Linked DNA regions of Zea mays: all the other regions are linked to region 1. The links are chromatin contacts, called in public Hi-C maps. All regions are on one chromosome and are shown on one strand. Each heading gives the region's core, a stretch centred on a gene start, on an enhancer-like site or on the middle of the called end of the contact. The rest is flanking DNA. Distances are from core to core; before and after follow the strand shown.

Region 1 (2,700 bases), core at 201-2,700:
ACTAAAATCCAGTGAACAATATTATTTAGATCTCCGGCGTTAGCACATGCTATATGCTAGTATTTACCATGTTTGGGAGAGGCTGACAGGCCACAGAGTAGAGATAGCAATAGAGAATTCCCCGTCGGAGAATACCACCCATCTCTGTCCATGTGACTAAAAAAAATTCCCCACAGGGGTCCCACAAACACTTACAGGGAAGGTTTCTTTCCCATCTCTGTTCTCTTAAATTATAATTATGATATACATTATTTATTATTAATATAAAATATTATCACTTAATATAAAAAATCATTATATGTACATTAAAATAAACACATCTGTACAATAAGTAATCTTCTGATAAGATAATTATTTAATTTTATTAATAACTATTACATAAAAACATGGTCACATACAAATTTAATATATCACGCGAAGAACGAGGATGAAGAATTTTTCCCGTCCCATCTCTGTTTACGGAGAACAGTTTTTTCCCGTTTATACCCTCGCCAGGAGGTAAGAAACTTTTCTATTCTTATTCCCTACTAGATAAATTCCTTGTGGAGAATCAGGAATCAGGTCCATTGCCATCAGAGGTGCAAAACATCAATGGCTGTGCTACGTAGAAGCGTAGTGACACTGACTTCCTAGGCTTCATGACAGCAGGCCTCATATTCGGACAGTTTGTTCCGTGGGTGGCACTGGCACTCAAGGCCTAGTTTCCCCAGAAAACATGGCGCAGGATACCTCAAAATTGTGGCCTGGTTTATGGGCTCATCACAATTGGGTTACAACTTGCCCAGGTTAGCCAGGGACGGCCCGATGGGACAGCAACGCGCGCAGGTGTCAGATCGGTAAGCCCATAAACACGGTGCTTCCTCGCGGGTGCGTCGTCGTCGTTCACTTGCGCCCGGCCGACACCCTGTCACTACAAGCAGCGTGCGGCACCCTAGTGGCCTTGTACAGCGTACCATCCACGAGCGGACGAGCCACCAAACCCGACGTCGAGCTCCCTCCGTCTCCGACGCAAAGCTGTGGCTCCGCCGCTTCCACGCCGCGCGCGCGGGTGGAGCCTGGGGCCTCGGGGCCGTGTGCCATGTGCGCTGCCACCCGCCGCGGCTGCCGCGAACCTCGGCCGCGCGTGGGCGCTGGCCCCCGCGGGTGGCGCTGTCTGATGGCTGTCCGGTGCTCTGCTTCTGCTCCGTGCTTGCTCTCCCCGTGTCCCGCACGGCCACGGCCACGGCCAGCCCCGTGACAGCATGACAGCAACGCCGCACCGTCGCGGGGATACTAATATTTCCCGAGCCCTGGCGCCTTGTGGCGGCGCGGTGGACCACGCGACAGCCCGCACGAGGGGCGGTCGTGTAGCACGTGCGTGCAACAGCCGTTCCACACCCGGTTCGGCTAGGTGCAGATCCTCGACACTACTTGTGTTTGGTTCGGTCTCCGGTGAGCAGTGAGCTTCAACTCCATCATCGGTAGCCTCAAGCTGAAGCTCCATGCAAATGGGCCCAAGAATACGACGCGAACAGGCGAGATGCAGATGAACAAGTGCATGTGCACGGATCCAAGCTCTCTGGATGCCTTGCCTTGCCTATATAAAGGTCCGCAGCACCACACATCACCACACACTTCAATTACGATTATTCCAGATAAGCACGATCCGATGATGGCCCCACCGATATCCGCCGATGCCTTGGTGGAGGCTGCCTCGGCCGTCGCCGCGTACCCAGCCATCGCGCCGAACAGAATGCTTTGCAAGGACGCGCCGGCGCCGGCCATCTCTGTCGTCTCGAAGCAGACGGTCCGGCCCGCCGGCGCGTCGGCGGCGGTCGGCAGTGGAGACCTCAGGCTCTCGGTGTCGGACATGCCGATGCTATCGTGCCACTACATCCAGAAGGGGCTGTTCTTCCCGCCGCCTCCTCCCGGCGTGCTGGCGGCCTCGCTGGTGTCGTCGCTCGTGGCGGCGCTCTCCCGCGCGCTCGGCGTCTTCCCCGCGCTCGCCGGCCGCCTCGTCACGCTCCACGACGACAGCATCGTGATACGGTGCGGCGGCGACGACGCCGCCGTCGAGTTCTACCACGCGGTGGCGCCGTCTCTGTCGCTCGGCGACTTCCTGGTGCCCGGCGCCGACGTGCCGACCCGTTTGACGAACGGCCTGTTCCCCATGGACCGGACGGTGAGCTACGGCGGCCACGGCCGCCCGCTCACGGCGTTCCAGCTCACCGTGCTCGGCGACGGCGCCGTGTTCGTCGGCTTCGTCGCCAACCACGCCGTCGTGGACGGCACCTCCTTCTGGCACTTCTTCAACACGTGGGCGGGGCTGTGCCGCGGCGCGCCGGTCCGGGAGCCCGACTTCCGCCGCAACTTCTTCGGCGACTCCACCGCCGTCCTACGCTTCCCCGGAGGCGCGAGCCCCGCCGTGACGTTCGACGCCGACGCGCCGCTCCGCGAGCGGATCCTCCACTTCAGTGCTGCCGCAATCAGCGAGCTGAAGGCGACGGCCAACCGCTCGAAAAGAGCAGGTCAGGAAGCCGAGGCTAACGGCAAGCTCGCGCACGACGACTCCAGACTTGAAGGGCGTTCCGGTGAAATCTCGTCGTTTCAGTCGCTGTGCGCGCACATCTGGAGGGCGGTGACGCGCGCGCGCCGGCTGCTGGCTGCCGACAAGACGACGACGTTCCGCATGGCCGTGAACTGCCGGCACCGTCTGCGCCC
Region 2 (2,700 bases), core at 43-2,542, 190 kb after region 1:
TGTACCTCCAGCTACAGCTTCTACGACCCCCGCCCCCAATTGGCCAATTCCCGCACGCGGCACGCGGACGACACGGCCGCCCCCATCCCTGCGCCGCAACCACCCAGCTAGCAGCAATTCACCGACCCGTGCGCACGCAAAATTCCACATGTGCGGCGCGTGGACGGGCGAGGGGAAGCGTCCAGGTCCCATCCGGCATATTCGCCGGCACCCGCCCCCCCCAACTCCACCCCACCGTCCGATACCTCGGGAAAGCGCAGGGCCCCTCAACGCGTGCCTCACTTGTCCGGGCCGTACACAGTCCGTGCCCCGTCGCGCCCATCTTTTGCCCTCGCGCAGCCGTCCATTTGCGTTCTCATCGCCTGTCGCGTCCGCATCACCAGCTTTCCCTTCCACCTGATTTATTTACAAGAAAAGGAATAAGCAATATAGCAGCACAATAATATGCGAAGAAATATGTTTTTTTTTGCAACAAATCAAACATACACAAAAAAAAATGATGAAGCATAAAGTGGAACCCTCACAGTACGTCCCTAGCACCTACGGACCCTTATTAAAAGTGCCCCAACGCCTTCCTTTGTTTTCCTCGCATTTGTCCGGCCTCCTGCGGGCTGCGGTTGTGCGCGCACTGCTATTTCCACACCTCCCCAGTGCGGCGGTGGTGGCCCAATCAAAGGCCAGCCGGGGGGCGCTCGAGGTCTCTCGTTGGACACCCGCCGCGGCCGAACAAGATCATGGGCTTCCAGGTGGCCGCGGTGGCACCGTCGCCGTGCGCGCGCTCCTCCTCCGCCTCAACGTCGCCCTCGACCTCCTCTCGGCCGTTGCCCGCCTTCCTTGGAGGAGGTGGCCGCGGGTGCGCCGGGCTCGCGAGATCCCGGTCACCCGTATACTGGGGAACCGGTGTGATGGTGCGGCCGCCGCCTCCAGCTCGGACGCCAGCGAGGTGCGCGCTGAGCGCGAGTTTGGATGGTATGGGTGGCGGGGACGCGGAGTTTATGAAGAGGATCGAGGAGCTCGCGGCGGCGGCTGGGTTGCAGTTGCAGCCGGCGGGCGCGGTGGGCTGCGGCTGGCCCGCGAGCGTGGAGCGGAGCGCGAGCAACGTCGGGCTGCCGCTGTCGCTGCGAATGATGAAGCGGAAAAGGCAGCAACAGCTGGTGGCGGCGGCGCGGCATCCGCGCTGGGACGAGGGGCTGCTGGTCTCCGCCGCCGGGGAGTCGGTGGGCCGCGCCTTCTCCTCGATGGTGCTCATTGTGCGGGAGCTGCAGAGCTTCGCGCTGCAGCAGATACGCGACGCGGTGGTCTGCGACGACCTGCAGGGCGTCCTGGCGCGCGTGCAGGGCGAGATGCACGCCTCCTTCGTCTGGCTCTTCCAGCATATCTTCGCGGGCACGCCGGCGCTCATGCTCTCCCTCATGCTCCTCCTCGCCAACTTCACCGTCCAGTCGATGGGCCACAGCGTCGCCGCTGCAGCCGCCACCATCCCCCCAACTCCGCCTGCCGAGCGCGCGGAGCCGTCCCGGTCCCGGTCCCGGTTCGACGCGGCTTCGGTGAAGGCGTTCTCTGTCGGCAGGACGGCCTCGGTCAGCGGGAACGACGGTGGGGGCGGCAAGACGCCGCCTGTCTCGGGCGCCACCGGCGATGGCCGGTCGGACGAGTCGTCCTTATATCGACCAAGCCGTGTGACGCCGCAGCAGCCCTCGGCACCCCCCGGGGCTGAGACCGCCGCCCAATACGCTGCGAACGCGGCGGAGGAGGCCATCTGGGAAATGATGCTCGCGGAGGCCTCCAAGATGCAGGCCAGCGCGCGCGCCGAGGAGCTGAGCGACTCGGACGTGCTGAGAGGCCTCGTCGCGCCGGTGGAGACTGAGCTGGAGACCGAGGACCACGCCGAGCACACGCTGACGCAGCAGAGATACGAGCAGGCCGTCGCCGCTGCGCCCAACAATTCGCTCATCCTCGCCAACTTCGCGCAGTTCCTCTACCTCGTGCAGAACGACCACGACCGGTCCGTTCCCCCCAAGCCCGTTCGACGAACTGACGACGCACCCGCAGTTGTTCATCAAATAGCTCACACGTCTCTTCGCAGGGCGGAGCACTACTTCGAGAGGGCCGTGCGCGCGGAGCCGGCGGACTCGGAGGCGCTGAGCTGGTACGCTACCTTTCTGTGGAAGGCGCGGAACGACCTCGCCGGCGCGGAGGAGACCTACCAGGAGGCCATCGCGGCCGACCCCGGGAACGCCCACCACGCCGCGGCCTACGCGCACTTCCTCTGGAACACCGGAGGTGACGACACATGCTACCCACTCGATTGACGCGCGCGCCGGCGCCGCCGAGGATCAACACGATCCGGGCCGGTCAAAAGAAGAAAAAAAATGGATTCAGGAAGTAAAGTTCTTGCAGCATGCACGGGGGCGGCCGCGCCCGCGCCGCGAGACGCCTAGACCACGGCGTCACACCTTGGCCCGGGCGGTGGAGTGGAGCTGACACGTGATATCGGCCCTTTACTTTTTAGTCTGATTAGAAGAGTGCGTGCGTGCGTGCCGTGGGCAGTGGAGTGAGCTGTGATCCAGGAGGACAGACATGGTGGTGGCGGTGGCGCTGATTCGCCCGCTCCGGGGAACCCGGGCAAATGGAGCTCTTGACCCGGCAGGGGAGATCAGGGTCCTGACTCCCGACGAACTTGTCAGGGCCGACCGGCGG
Region 3 (2,700 bases), core at 120-2,619, 220 kb before region 1:
CCAGGGGACCGACCTCCCCAGTTGCAACCATTACAAAACGCACGCACCTGCCTGCGTGCCTTGGAATTAATCTAGCAGGGCGGGGGCGCAATTAACACCCCTTCCCAAGCAAACATACGCTAGCTGATTGTTTCTGCAAAAGGAGGAACGGAAGAGGGACCATCCGATTGTTTTTGTTCTCTGCGCAAAGTTGAAACTGGGGACGCACTACGCAGCACATGCGCCCATGGCGGCCGGCGCGACGACGACGACGAGGGACGAGGCCAGCATGCCACGATAGACTGATGAATGGGGAACACCGGGGGAGTAAAAACAATTGCGTCGTCGTCATGGGCATTCAGGAGGCGCAGCAAGTCTGGCCAATACTGGCGTGCTGATGGTTCGCCCTCTACCGGGGTTCTTTCAAAGATAAGCATATCTATCTATCAGGGGAAAATATCCTGTGCAATCATATATATTGGTGCAAGCGTGCAATCAAGCGGTTTGATGCATCTAATCTAGATCTAATGATGACTGTTATTTTATATTTAACCCCTTCCACCTAAAACATAGTACCTATTTTACTTTTAACCCTTCCATATGAAACCGTTGGATCTAGATTGGATGCTCTGGATAGTTTGATTGCACGCTTGCACCAAAATGATTGATTGCAAAGGATATGTCCTCATCTATCAGCGAGGACTGATTTGACGATCAGAAAAAAACGAAAACGAAGGGGACTGCAATTATTGACAGTGTAAGAGTTGACGCAACTGCACGTAGTAGTACTGTTCAACAAACAAATCAAATAAAAAAATACATAATCATGTACATGATAGCTCAAATATAGAAAAATAAACAGATAAAATTGACATAATGTAGTTCGAAGTTACTAATCACAAGGATATTATACAACCACTAATACAGTTTTTTTTTAAAAAAAATCAGCAGCATATTTCTTTTAGATATAATACGCAAGTCCACAAATATATAACAGATAATAGATAGTTGGCATTTAAATGTTCAATACTTTCACATCACCAAATGAAACAACTAATGGATATATTGTGCCCCCATACGGTAAAGCAATCAATTCGAGAAGAAATATACAATACGTTGTTCACCACGCGAATTATAGGGGTACCTTTTTACGTCAATTTGGCTAGCGGGAGTATTCTCGGCCGATTAATTTCATAGCCCATGTTAAGGTTTCTCCAATTTTTAAATACCTTTTGTCTCATGTTTCCATGCCCTCTAGTGTAACAAAAAAAAACAATTTGCAAATCTCTCGTGTCATTTGTTTGTTTGAAGTGCGAACACACGTACGTAATGGGCCATCCGTCATTGGGCCAGCAGGCCGATAGCGCAATGCGCCAAGGCAGAAGACGAAGTGCAGACGCTGGCCCGGGTACCCGACCGTCGGATACCCATATCCGATATGAGATATACGGATAGTTACTGGGTACTATGATTTTATATCCTACCTGTATCCAAATGGTTATTATGCGAGTAGTAACCGTATCCATTCTGGTAACAAAAATAACTGTATCCATATCTGAAAATTCGTGTTATTTCACTACCTGTATCTAGTATCCGATCCAGGTACCTGTCCCGTTTTCAACCCTAATCTTGCAGCTTCGTTTATAAGAGACGAACCGGTGGTGAAGTGAAAGTTGTTTCCCGTCCAATTTGATTTTTGTTTAGGAAGCCGTGATGTGCAGGGACATCCTTCTGACGATGGTATATGGAAGAAAGACCATCCAAAAAGCCCTCTTCTCACACCGATAAGGGTCACGAAACGTTGTGAGGATTGCAAGTCGGTGAAGGTTTCGATGTTCAAATTCTACCTAGAATCTATCACTAGTACAAAGAAGCTCTATAGAGGCAGTTCACAACCTATTTTTGCTAGTGTTTTCCAGAACCGTAAGCGCTAGTGGCCAATGGAAATAAATCTTTCCACTGACAGGTTTTTAAGTTCTTGGAGGAGAAGAAAGGGTATTTATACCAGAAATGTCACCCATGGCGGTTTGATTAATGAACCGCATGTGAAAATAGATTTTTATTGACGGTTAACTTAAAAAACCGCCAGTGAAACCGTGCATTTTCACAGGTGGTTCTCTTAATAAAACCGTCAGTGAAAAACACATTTTTACCGACAGTTTGTCTGTGAATATGCATGGTTTTCGCTGGTGGTTTTTTTTAAGTTAACCTTCAGCGAAAATGTGTTTTCACTAGCGGTTCTGTAAGTCGAGGCTACTTGTTGGGGTCTGTTTCTCTGCCGAAGATCCTCAGGATGAAGAAACCGTTTGTAATTTATTTTGACAAAGATACATCAAAGGAACTGAGTGCCGAAGCTGTGACAGACACGCAAGAAATACATCGAAGCTTCGGCAAGAACTAAAGCTTCATCTTAAGATGATCACGAAGGTCATACATGAAATCAAGACAGCAATAAAAAGACATGTTTATCCTTGATATTTGTATTAGAGCAATGTATAGATATCAGGGTCATAATTGTAATTTTGTTTGGACCGCGTCCCATGCCTATAAATAGATGAACAGTACCCACATATTGTTCATGCTTTTATTGGAAGGCTGTACTAGCATTCTCTCCTTCGAGCAAGCCGAATATACAAATATAATATACAACTTGTATCACTTTATTAACATATAATACAGATTTTGATATTATTCTGACATGCAATATGAAATGAATGCTTG

The links. A called contact is a pair of places that touch in the nucleus more often than the background predicts.
Region 2: a Hi-C map of bundle sheath shows a contact between it and region 1, with 4 times the contacts expected there. The contact joins the promoter of LOC100501832 here to the promoter of LOC100501498 in region 1. A contact is called at or near these places in 8 of 25 Hi-C or Micro-C datasets (bundle sheath, ear, leaf and 4 more).
Region 3: a Hi-C map of tassel shows a contact between it and region 1, with 3 times the contacts expected there. The contact joins the enhancer-like site here to the promoter of LOC100501498 in region 1. A contact is called at or near these places in 5 of 25 Hi-C or Micro-C datasets (bundle sheath, ear, leaf and 1 more).

Annotation. Positions count from the first base shown.
Region 1 is chr8:98,554,091-98,556,790 of Zm-B73-REFERENCE-NAM-5.0, reverse strand. It overlaps LOC100501498, which reads left to right and starts at 1,450. Exons shown (of 1, transcript NM_001322947.1): 1 at 1,450-2,700. The coding sequence starts at 1,520.
Region 2 is chr8:98,362,702-98,365,401 of Zm-B73-REFERENCE-NAM-5.0, reverse strand. It overlaps LOC100501832, which reads left to right and starts at 1,292. Exons shown (of 2, transcript NM_001196483.1): 1 at 1,292-2,005; 2 at 2,087-2,411. The coding sequence starts at 1,344. The coding sequence ends at 2,312.
Region 3 is chr8:98,771,265-98,773,964 of Zm-B73-REFERENCE-NAM-5.0, reverse strand. No RefSeq gene overlaps it. Among protein-coding and RNA genes, the nearest start is that of LOC103637126, 29 kb to the left of the region's middle. Within about 2 kb of position 1,369, at least 14 of the 20 cell types and tissues checked have an H3K27ac peak or open chromatin away from gene starts, as enhancers often do. A contact at or near this core is called in bundle sheath, ear, leaf and 1 more, where this site is marked.